Linked DNA regions of Anser cygnoides: region 1 is linked to region 2. A link is a contact called in public Hi-C data. All regions are on one chromosome and are shown on one strand. Each heading gives the region's core, a stretch centred on a gene start, on an enhancer-like site or on the middle of the called end of the contact. The rest is flanking DNA. Distances are from core to core; before and after follow the strand shown.

What was found. Hi-C and Micro-C count contacts between places; a contact is called where the count stands out from the background.
Region 1: a Hi-C map of granulosa cells shows a contact between it and region 2, with 3 times the contacts expected there. The contact joins the promoter of UTP25 here to the promoter of HHAT in region 2. A contact is called at or near these places in 2 of 7 Hi-C or Micro-C datasets (granulosa cells and liver).

The regions. Positions count from the first base shown.
Region 1 is chr3:25,840,924-25,846,993 of Taihu_goose_T2T_genome, reverse strand. UTP25 (UTP25 small subunit processome component) reads left to right here and starts at 4,442. Exons shown (of 12, transcript XM_013174084.3): 1 at 4,442-4,578; 2 at 5,502-5,541. The coding sequence starts at 4,475. It overlaps LOC136790355 (a long non-coding RNA gene), which reads right to left and starts at 4,470. Exons shown (of 2, transcript XR_010830130.1): 1 at 3,907-4,470; 2 at 2,477-2,904.
Region 2 is chr3:25,634,344-25,640,587 of Taihu_goose_T2T_genome, reverse strand. HHAT (hedgehog acyltransferase) reads left to right here and starts at 3,426. Exons shown (of 10, transcript XM_066993754.1): 1 at 3,426-3,582; 2 at 3,846-3,994; 3 at 5,602-5,669. The coding sequence starts at 3,874.

The DNA.
Region 1 (6,070 bases), core at 3,193-5,692, 210 kb before region 2:
CATGATTGATTATTTGAAGTGTAAAATTCACTTGACAGTTTTTAAAAACCCAATTATACCCAGTTGTATGGGTATAATCCAAAACTCGTTACATCAATTGAGTAAAGTCAATGCCTCACCCTAAAAGACCTGCAACTGAACTGACCTGCTGAAATGGCCAACTCTAAAGGTATTTGTGAACCTTGCTTGTGAAAAGAACTTTCAGCTTTGTTAGAATCATAGGACAATTTGCCTGTGAATAAGTAGAAAGTTTGGACATTGGGGTGCATCAAGCACGGCATTGCTAGTCAGTTGAGGGAAGGGATTGTCCCGCTCTACTCTGCGCTGGTGCGGCCTCACCTCGAGTACTGTGTGCAGTGCTGGGCACCGCAGTACAAAAAGGACACTAAACTGTTGGAGAGCGTCCAGAGGAGGGCGACGTAGATGGTGAAGGGCCTAGAGGGGAAGACATATGAGGAGCGGCTGAGGTCACTGGGCCTGTTCAGCCTGGAGAAGAGGAGGCTGAGGGGGGACCTCATCGCAGTCTACAACTTCCTCGCGAGGGGGAGTGGAGAGGCAGGTGACCTATTCTCCGTTATCACCAGTGACAGGACCCGCGGGAACGGTGTTAAGCTGAGGCAGGGGAAGTTTAGGCCGGACATCGGGAAGAGGTTCTTCACCAAACGGGTGGTCGCACACTGGAACAGGCTCCCCAGTGAAGTAGTCACTGCACCAAGCCTGTCTGAATTTAAGAAGTGCACTTAGTCACATGGTCTGAACTTTTGGGCAGACCTGTGCGGTGCCAGGAGTTGGACTTGATGATCCTTATGGGTCCCTTCCAACTCGGGGTATTCTATGAGTCTATGATTTATTTTTGATGTATTTCTTACTTTAAGTCAGCAGCTGCCAAACATGTATTGGTCACCAATAACCTGGAAAGCAGGAATTTCTCTTGTCATGACTGTGCTTTCGGATCTTCACAAGTATTTTATTTTCTTGTTGTTCTCTGCTTTTATGCAAGTAGCACATCAAGACAACATCAAGGTACCTGCCTTTGCATAAGGAAAAGAACAGGAAGTTCTGTTTTACCAACTGTGGTTTAACTTACGCTGCGTAAGTAACTTACAGCAGAACTATATACATTTTAGTTACATTTGGATAGGAAAAGAGAATGATTGATACATTTATCCCGATAAAAAATATACATATGCTAAAATGAGGCAAAAAAAAAGGCATTTCACGAAGGAAAAGGGAAAAGTAAAAGTGGCAAACCGGGGATGAGGAAAAGGATAAAGGCAAGTGCTGCACTGACTAATGGAATGAGGCAAACAAATGCTGGCAGTAGGCTAGCGAAGAGGAATCAGTTGTGTTTAGCTTAGCAGAGCTCTCTAAAATAAAGGAAGCGGCTTATATAAAGCGCACGTCACAGGGATCAAAAGGATGACGATGCACAGGTAGCAGCCGCAGAATACTGCTGGGTTTAGTCATGCAGCTGCTGACAGAATTAGGTCAGCAGAACAGACTACAAAATTCAAGCTTTTTCCCCCCAGTTTTCTCTCCCAGCACTATCGCATGAATCAAAGCCCTCTCTGCTGCGAGTCTCTGGTGGGTAGGAGTCGAAGGAGCGCTGCTGCCTGCCCCGCCGCCCTCAAGATGGCGCCGCGTCACTACCCTGTGGAGAGAGAGGGCGGCGGTCAGCCCTGGCGTGGAGCTCTCACCACTGACAGGACACGGGCCGTGGCCTTCTAGCTCTGCTTGTGCTGCCGGGGAAACAGCACAGGTACGCCAACAGGTAGGCAGCTCCGCGAGCTGCTGTCATGGCAGAGTGCCACCGTGCTCAGGGCTGCCCGATCCTACCAAGCTCAGGCCTCGTGTTGGTGTGCCTGCGATGGCCTGACAGAACACGTGCTTCAGCGAAGAGTGCAGAGGGTGATGTGTAGCTGTTACTCGTGTGGCCCCTGATACCAAACAGAAAGGGCTTTCATTACATCCTCCTCCTCTTGCTTGGCTTTGGAAAAAATCTACTGCATCCAGCCTGTAAGTTGGAGACATTAAATATATACATATGTATATTTGATATTGCTACATGTTCTCTGAGGAAGAGTGATCTAGTTTAGGAACAGCGTTATCATACTGCACCTAGTGCCTGCATGCTGTCCAGTCCCAGGGGATGTTAAGGTCTATGCTGCTTTGTTATCTGTACCTCATCCAGGAGAAGGTGAGGTGTTACTCTGCAGGGGGAACAAATCTAGGACCCTTTTATGAATGGCAGCACAATGTTTTAAGTAGTTTGCAAACAATTTAATCCTAAGTGCCAAATCCTACCCAAGCAGGATCCTTCCTCACACAAGGTATGGGGAGGACACAGGAGGAAGGAGTCAGAGCAGAAAGGCATCAGTGGTCCCAGGAGTATTACTGTTTTCAAGGGTGAAATTGAAGTCAGGATGAAGAAAACTGGGGGACAGTAGGCACTGTGCCTCAGGCCCAAACCTGTAAGTCAGTATAAAAACTTTATTATTCTCAAAAGAAGTGTGAATAAGTGATCACAGAAGCAAGTACTAACATTCAGAGCATCAAAAAAGGATGAGGTTAATGCATTTTTAATTCATAATGCAATGTTAAAAAACAGAATGAAACTCAAGTTGGTAGTGTGAAACATTATCAGATCTTGAATTTGTGAGTGTACAAACAACACTCAAATCAAAGCTGTATCCTCACAGGAACTTGTTGGTAGTAGCGGTAATTGCCCGTTTGTTGGTTTAACATACATCTGCGTGCATAGGCTTGCAGCTGTTCACTGTCTTAGTAGTTGTGCCCCGTTCAGCCTCCAAAATCTACAAAGCCCTCATGGTTCAGCTGTGAACGAAGACTTTTTCCTTCTGCTGTCTCAGCTGCCACACTGTAGAAGTCAATAAGCAGCAAGTACTGCAACATGCAAATAAACCTGTTAGGTGGGGACAAAACCTTTTTTTCTTTCCACACTTCTGACAGAGAGAGGATTGATTGGCAATATTTTTCCTCTTAAAGACTGTGGCTGCCAAATCTAGAGAAAAACTACTGGTCAAAAATCAGTTATGCTAGTCAATGTTGTTACATGATGTAGTGGCTTTGACAGAAGCCTACTAAAGACATTTCCACCACTGGAGCTCTCAAGTATGTCATTTTACACGCTGTGGGGCTACTCAGTGAGTAGCAGACCAGACTATAGCAGAATGGCCTGGATTAAGACAACTTCTCCACACCAGGATTGGTTATCTTTCAACTCAGACAACTTTCCGGGTTGTATGTAATGGGAAGACAGTGGTATTAATAACACAGGAGTTGACAAATAACTACAACTTAAGTGTCCTTCCTAGTTAAGGAAAGTAAAAGTGTCATGAAACGTACCGTCCAGCTCCTGGGGGCTTCTCCTTAACTGGAATGCGGTTCATACTTCCTAGCCTCAGTCAAATCCATGGATGCTCTCAAATCAACACAGACTACCGAGATGTTATAGTCACTACCATTTTTCCCTGAAATTATTCACGCCCCCATCATAGTTGGGATTACCTTGCCTCCACTTCCCTTTGGTACTCTTTTCTCCAGGAGATGAACTGAAATCTGCTGTGTGCGCTTTACAGGAGAGACTGGCAGTGTGGGGCAGTGTCCTGCATTATAACTCTAGTTGTAGCCCCTCCTGCCCGAGGTAGAGCAGTTTCTGCTAGGCCAGACAGAAATCAGGAGATATGAAAGAATATGAAGTATTTTGAAACAAAGAATCGAGTGTGAATTGAGATTCTCATTTGAAATAATGTGAAGCAGATTCAGGGGAAGTCTGTGTCTAGAGGACTGGAGCATCTGTTGTACGAGGACAGGCTGAGAGAGCTGGGTCTGTTTAGCCTGAAAAAGAGAAGACTGAGGGGAGACCTCATCAATGTGTATAAATACCTGAGGGGAGGGTGTCGAGAGGATGGAGCCGGTCTCTTTTCAGTTGTGCCCAGTGACAGGACGAGAGGCACCGGGCACAAACTGCAGCCCAGGAGGTTCTTGCTCAATATGAGGGGGCACTTCTTTACTGTGAGGGTGACAGAGCACTGGGACAGGCTGCCCGGAGAGGTTGTGGGGTCTCCTTCTCTGGAGATATCCAAAACCCGCCTGGATGCCACCCTGCGCAATGTGCTGTAGGTGATCCTGCTCGGCGGGGACTGGGTCATCTCCAGAGGTCCCTGCCAGCCTCGGCCACCCTGTGAGTCTGGCAGGTTTTCGGGCAGCGCAGCAGCGGCTCTGCTCGCAGCAGCAGCGCAGGGAGCGGCGCCGCGGGCGATCGCGGCGGCCCTTCAGCTTCACGGCCTCGGATGTCTCCGCACCAGGGCCTTCTCCCGGCTCTCCTCCTCCTCCTCCTCCGCCGAGCTGGGGCAGGGCTTTCCCCCAGCGGGGCGCTGCGCACCGGGGGCGAGGCCGGCAGCGCGACGGCGGCGCCTGACGGCCGGGCCGTAAAGGCGGGCGGGAGGGCGGCATGGGGAAGCGCGGCAGCGGCGGGAGGGCGGCGGTGCTCGGCCTGAGCAAGAGGCAGAAGAAGCACCTGAAGGAGTTCGGGGAGGAGCACCCCTTCTACGACAAGTGAGTGCCCCCGGGGCGGCTGGGGGTCCCGAAAGGCGAGGGGAAGGCTGGAGAGGCGCGGCGGAGCCCTCCTGTAGGCAGCAGGGAAAGGCAGCGCCCGCAGGGTGCGCTCTGCTCGGCGGCGGTCACCAGCGCTGCGCTCGGCTTCCCGTGGCAGGCGTCTTCTTCCCTGCTTGGTAGATCGGTATTTAGCGCAGCAGGTAGGCTCTTGCCCTGGTCGGCTGTGTTGTACGAAGGGCCTTTAAAAAACGCCGAGCAGGTTTGGTGCCTGAGTTCTGGGTGAGGCAGCAGCCAGAGGATGCTCTTGGTAAACCCAAACCTCAGGTGTTGCCTGCTGCATCTGCTCCTCCAGCTGAACAGTCACCCTTATCAGTGTGAACTCATCAGTATTCTAAGCTGAACTTCGTCCTTGTCAGCTCTAGTGATCCCTCACACTTGCCTAACTTCTGTGATCCTTTAAAAGTTTTCCTGCAGCCCTTCCTTCCAGGTAGCTCTGACCTGGCCTTTCTCCTCTGAGAAGAGAGGAGTGAATTTCCTTCCGAGTCTTGCCAGGTACAGGTTGTCCTGCAGGAAGTTCTTCACTTTAGGCGGAGCTTTTCCAGTGTTTATACCCTTGTGGGTGTGTATATAATAAACAGCCTTCTGTTTAAAGCCAGATTCTGCTTTAAAATATTTCTCTTTTTGATCATTTATACTCAGGCTTCATTTATAGGCCGTAGCATCAGCTGAGAGAGAAACCTCTCAGGGTGAGCACTGAGTCTGCTTTCTTAGGGACAATGGTGTGATGCTTTGGTTTTAAGCTTTCTCTTAACTTCTCTAAGACTCGTGTGATTCAACAATTTCTTCTCCCCCTCATCTGTTTTTATCCTGTGCATAGTATCATTGACAGAGTAAAATACTTCAATCCTTTTATTTTTTTTCAGGGTTTCTGGAAGACCAGAAGCAACTCAGATCTGTGAACTGGTAATCTATTTTTGTTTCTTCCTCACTTGCATCTTTGTATAGTTCAGTGAACTGAAACGCTGAGCATTTTGCATTGTTCAGGCTGATCCAGTTGTTCTGTTTTAGAAAACTTGCTTCTTAGGAGGAAGAAATGAATGATTTTTGTATGCCTCTGAATTGTTCTCTGTGGTGTCAAACCCATAACGTGAGACATCAGAAGAAGCAGGATATAATATTGCTATTCTTGGTTGGTTCTGTTTTTCTTCACGTTACTTAATCATGGTGAAAAGTAAATGATGCTGTAAGTTGTTTTAATAATACTAATAAAGTTAGTGGTGCGTGAGTTAGGGGATGAGATGTTTTGTTCTCTGTTGAATGAAGAAATATGTTCATGCTCGTTCCCCTTCTTCAAATTGCCAATGCTTTAGTTTTCTTTCGGTTAACTTCCTTTATTGTCCGATTAATTAAAGAATTCAGAGTTTCAGTCTGGAAAAATAATTAGTTACATTGTCCACTTGTTTCCTTAAGCACTTAATGCATTAATGTTGTA
Region 2 (6,244 bases), core at 2,177-4,676:
ACGTTCAGCATGAATCCAATGGTGAACTGCTTAGTTACAATACTGTATTAATTTGCTGTATTTTTCCATAAGTAATCTTATGAATCCCCAGTCAGAAGCATGATGGTAATTTTCCAGCCATAAAGCATGAAACAAGTTCTTGAAGATGCAAGGGATTCATTAAAAAGAAACCAGAAAAATGATTTTATCTGTGTGCACAGAAACACTGACTTTGTGATTGCAAGGATCTCTTTATAAATAATGTCTGCATATATGTTGCTAAAAGCGATGGAAAAAAAAACACTCTTTGCATTTCCCAGTTTGGAGGCTGGGAGTCAGAGAAGAGAGAAACCTGTAAAGAGGGGACTATCTGCAAGACTATAGTGTAATGTTTCCTTTTCACAAAGCCAAGCAAAACAAGACAAAAAAGGGCTAACTTACGTGTTTTCTCCCTAAAATTCGTAACTTCATGCCTGAGATCTCTTGAGGGAGGGTTCGCATTAACCCCACTTGTGTTGTATTTAACTTGGCTATTGAAGACTCACTTGGCTCTTTTTGTAAATACCACACCTTTTATATTTCTGACTTTCCCCATTTTTAATACTGCTGTTTTGCTACATGGAGATTTCTTGTCACACTTGTTATTTCTTTTGAACATACGTGGCTAATCCTTCTGTATGCTGCTGAGCTTCTAATATGCAGACTCTCAGTAGATGCTGGTTGTGTCCCGTCATTAAGATGTTGGGAGCATGGGGTATTACCATATGATTTACAGAGAATGAATGAAAACAAGAGGCTCAGCTCAACGCTGTGATATATAAACCTACAAGGGTAACTTCTAGGGCACAGCTTGTAATTCTCAGGTGGAATTTATATTCAGAAAAACAAGAACCCCAGTGATTTAGCCTGCATGAGGACACTCTACTGCTGAATTCATAAACACTCACTCTGACTTCTTAATTTCATTCTAAAAAATTACAACTTGAAAAGAGGGTTTTCTCAAAAACCGGAGCTTTGGTTTACTTTTTTTCAGGAACAGAATGCCTAATTTTCCACCTCATTGTCTTTTACTCCCCCACCCTGTCCCTTCACCATGGTCATGAAGAGGCCCTAGTAATTAACTGTTTTACAAGGAGCTCACCTCTGAAAAACCTCCACAAAAAGTCAATAGTAAGGGCCCTGTTAAAAGATCTGCGCTCTCTCCTTCTTAATTCTGGATTTTTTTTTGTTTTAGCTTCTGATGATCACATCTACAGTGGCATCACATAAGAAAGGGAGACTCAAAGAGCATTTGAACTTAATAGTTAAAAATCAACACTTCAAACTCAAGTGCATATATCAGCTTCAGAAGAAACGGAAATAAAAAAGGTGACGAGGACGTGTACTAAAGATGGGCTCTCTCTTATAGTGAGGCCTTGACAGATCTGCAGGAGGGTTGGCACTACGCCTCTCATCAAGGTGACAGCAGTCTGCCTTCCTGCTGACTCCCAGTCATGAAGAGAGACGTGGATCTCTTTGGCAGGTTGTTACCTCTGCACCCTGTAGTCCTTCTGGCAATGAGTAGGAGTGGTAAAAAAACCTCCAGCAGAAATGATACCCCGAGTTTGTCTTCCTCAAGTCCCAGGGAAGCACCTCCATCATCGTTCTGCCCAAACTGGATTGCTGCGTTTTGACTTTGGAGAAACCTGCACAGCATCAAACCACTTTCTTCATAAAAGGCAGCGTGCCTTGGGGGGGCTGACAGGCCTTTCAGGTGCTTAGATGCAGGTCAAGAGACTTTTAAAAAACTTCATATTCTTGTTGATCAAATTGTAAGTGGGGCTTTCTGGTATCACTTTTTAAGGTTTTGGCTTTCTAGTTCATCAACTGCCTGTCACTGACTATCGCAACAGCAGGATTCTCTTCTTATTCATGCCATCCAAAACTGTAAGGGCTGTGTCGGTATGTAGCTCATGCCAGCTATGTTCAACAGCTTAGTTTACAGCTAGTCTTGCAAAGTCATTCATTGAGATTCTTCTCACATTTTACTGTATAAAATCCGTTGAATAAATGTGGAAAGAAAAAAAAAATCTCATCTAATTTAGAAGTCCAGACAGGAAAATCTTCCAGATGGGACCATTGTCAGAGTTTGTTGGTGTTCTTGCTCAATTAGCTTGGCAGTGAACTTTATGAAAGCAGAGCTGCTTACACGGTCACAGAATATGCATGGCCCCCTGGATGTCACCACATAACTAATTAAAAATATGTCATTTTCAATGTAACCTGATGTACAAGATGTAACCTCTTCCCATTTTAAAGTGGCAAAAACCGCTTCTACACGCATACAGTTTGTATTATGCAGCCATCTAGAGGGCCTTCTCTCTGTACTGACTTCATGCTGTTGAAGAGAAACCACAAAACTGTAGGAAAATATAAGCTTTACTGACCCTTAGTGGCCAGAACTGCTACAGTACTGTGGGAATTTTTAAAAAGTTTTAACAGTGGTGGTGTTCTGGTGCTGTTATGTAAATGTTGTTATATTTTTGGGGGGAACCGGGGTTGTTTAGTCTGGAGAAGAGGAGGCTCAGGGGAGACCCCATTGCTCTCTGCAGCTACCTGAAAGGAACCTGTGGGGAGCTGGGGGTCGGCCTCTTCTCACAGATAACTAGTGATAGGACTGGAGGGAATGGCCTCAGGTTGCACCAGGGGAGGTTCAGGTTGGAAATGAGGAGACATTTCTTCTCAGAAAGAGCAGTCAGGCATTGGGACGGGTTGCCCAGGGAGGTGGTGGAGTCACCGTCCCTGGGGGTGTTCAAGGAAAGGTTGGACGTGGTGCTTAGGGACATGGTCTAGTGGGTGACATTGGTGGTAGGGGGACGGTTGGACCAGGTGATCTTGGAGATCTCTTCCGACCTTAATGATTCTGTGATTCTAAGTGGGCCACACAGACAATTCCACAGGAACAGCTGACTCCCGCTAAGAGGTGACAGGTAGGACAGGGATATAAAATGCCACCTGAAATTGGAGATAGGCGCTTTACATCCCTAAAGGCATCTCAGCCAGAAAGGGGAGCAAAAGTAGGTGAAAGCCATGGGCCAGGAAAGCGGTCTTGCGGCAGTGCCTCAGGCAATGTTCACCATACATCTATTGCATATTTCATGCTCGAAGAAGACGATGTTTCAGTGACTGAGTTACGTGATGACGAGAGGTGTAGCGCTCTAACGAACAGAGAAACGGCGAGACACGAGCAGCATCCTCCCAAGCACCGTCCCCAGAACGAAGCCGTTCAGCTCGCATTCTCAGACCACCCCATTTCACCGACAGCCCCTCTTCTCCCCGATCCCAACCCCCCCCGTCCTCCCAAAGCCCCCTGGGGGCTCCCTGGGCTCCTCCAGCCCGCGACGGGGAGCCCAGGCCCCGCTCCGGGTGCTTCCAGCGGCCGGTCCCAGGGCGGAGCCGCAGCCCCGGAGCCGGAAACGCGGCGGGGCCGGTGCAGGCCGCGGTGTCCGCTCCGCCGCCCGGCGGCCGGCAGCGGGGGCACAGGGACCGGGACGGGGGCAGGGGCAGGGCCGCCGGGCTCCTCGGAGCTGCCCCCGAGGTGCTGCCGCCCCGGCCCCTCAGCAGGTAGGGGAGCGGCTGCCGGGGCGCGGGGCTCTGTGAGGTGGCTGCGGGCGTGCCGCCGGCCGTGTGCCCCGCCTGCGGGCACGCGTGGGGAGCCGTGAGGCAAACCCAAACCCCAACCCTCGTGGGGAGGTGCTGCCGTGCTCCACGGAGGGCTCTGTCCGCCCGGAGCGCTCGCAGCATGCCGGTGGGTGTGCAGAGCGCTGCGGAGGTCCCGGGTGCCGAGCTGCCTCGCACCCGTCTTTGTTTTCCTTGCTGTTTTCAAGGGCTTGCTGCGGAGCTGCCGTCGGGGCGATGGACGGCGGCGCGGCTCCGGGGCTGGTGATGCTGCCGGCCTGGGAAATGGCCACCTACCTGTTCCTTACGGTTGGCTCCCACTTGTATTCTTTCTATGAAGTGCACCGAGTTTCTCAAAGTAAGTCTGCGGTGCCGGTGGCCTCACGTCTCCTGTGTTTCTGGCCCGTGGCTCGGCGTGGTTTGTCTGCACTGTTAAGTTTCTTCCTCGCTCCAAAAAGTATCAGTGCTTTTTCTGGCAGTAAGCTGGCAACGTGAAAGCAACCGCTAGCGAGGTGCCCGCTCTGCCAGGGGTTTGGTTCTGAGGCACATGAAGAGTTTGTGCCTAAAGCGCTGGGAATGCCCTCGGTGATGGCACCTTGGCACTCAGCTGTCAAAACAGAAGTGACGGACACCTTTGAAGCTCAGGGTTTCTTAGGAAAAGGGGCTGTTGGGCGCATTTCCCTTCATTTTGTAGGTGGTGGCTTTATTCTTTGCTTTCCCCTCAAGAGCAGTGAGACCGTGCTAAGGCAAATTTTAGTACATGTGGTGGAGTTTAAGACAGCGAGTGGTCCTGTAAAATTCAGAGATGTGTGTGTGCGTGGCAGAAGGGAACGACACATGGAGGCTCGGTAAGGACAAAACCTCTGTTAGAAGGGGCGGTGGAGGTGAGTGAGCCCCGTTTGTGGCTGGGATCCAGGAGCTGCTGACCTTGGGTGCACAGTTTAAGACCTTGCTCCTGTGGCTTTGATGCACAGTGTGGGCTGTGCGCCTCCCAGTGCATCACATTCATATGTTAATGGTAACAAAGTGGATATTACATAATTCAGGATAACACCTAGTTAGAGAATTGTGTACTGCATCGTGCTAGGTTTTAATTAGCAAGGTGTTTTGTGCTAACTAACCTTGCTGCCTTCCAACTGTGCAAGTTAGTGGCAGTAAAGCCAGAAACGCGCTCCCACCAAAGTGGGCAAGTACTTGATAAATGCACACTGGGGTATGCATGCGTTTTTGCAGAACCTCACCTGTGAAGAAGTCAAAATGCTTAGTTGAAACTGACTCCTGAGGCTTGTTCACTGAAAAGCTTTACTACATGCTCTTTGTTAAGTTGCCTTCACGTCCCATGTCTCCCTTTTCCACTAGAGGGAGATATCAAACAGTCCTAAAAGATAGGGAATTATAATTATTATAGGTCTCGTGGGTTAAATGACTCAAGCTCAGCTTTCTGTTGCATCAATCCTGCTTATTATTTTGGACTAATTATTGTTTTAAATTAATATTGTTTTTATCCAAGATGATAACTGTTCAGCTTAGAGGTGAAGAGGCGCTGGGGAAACTTAGGCAAGTGTATAAATACCTGATGGGTGGGGATGAGGAAAAGGGAACCAGAAAATGTTTCTTTAAGTGCATATTAGGGTTAATTCCCCCTGTTGCGGTGAATACGTGCAGGGTCTAGTGGTCGAGGCTGTTCAGCATTCATTATCCAAAGGCTCAGGATGAGCAGAGGTCAAAGTCCAGGAGCTGGCTATAGAAGGGCCTCTTGTTTGTGCCTACTGGGAAGGAGGAAATGGTGCTGGCTTCACGTCAGAGTTCCTTCCTTGCAGACATCTCCCCTTCCCCAGCTCTAAGCATCCACATCTGTGAAGAAGATGAGGGGAATTTGTTGCTATTTAGAAGCAGAGTGCCCTGTTGCTGACCCTTGCTTTTCTTAGGATTATGTCATTAGTGAAGATTTATTATTCTTTGCAGAATATGAAGGTGAAATTGACAGAAACTTTGGACTGGAACAAGGGACTCTGTTTTGGGGCCTTAAAAAGGTAGGATTAATGAATGTTACCAGCACTTTTTATTTTGTTGATTTGCTGCAAGCTTCTATCCTTGCAGTTCCTTAAAGTCCTCCTTCCGGTAAGTTGATGTGTTGAGCAGTGCTTTGCTGAGAGGCAGAGATCATAGAACAATTTACTGTGCTCCTTATTGGGCTGTTCTTTCCTGTGATGGTACTTTGTAAGGAAACTTTACTTCGGAGTGTTTTGATGTTGTTTCTGTTTTGTTGACACATTTTTCTCCCGCCGTAGCCAAACTCCCATAGACTCCAGAGTCCAAAGCTCTGTGAAGAACAAGAGAAAAAACTCAAAGCATAGGCACTGTGTATTTTTTTATACACAAATAAGCAGATAAGTGCCTCCAAGATGAGAGATACCATAGTACTTAATCTGCTTTTTCTAATGTTCTACCCTTTGTGGGATCAAGCAGGTTTATTTTTCTTGGAGGGGTGGAGTGATATAACATAAGCACTGTTAGTTTCTTGTTTCCAGCACATTTTCCTCTGTGACCTAGGCTAACCTTGAACTACCTTTCAATAACATGGAAATAATGCTAACAAAACAGCTCC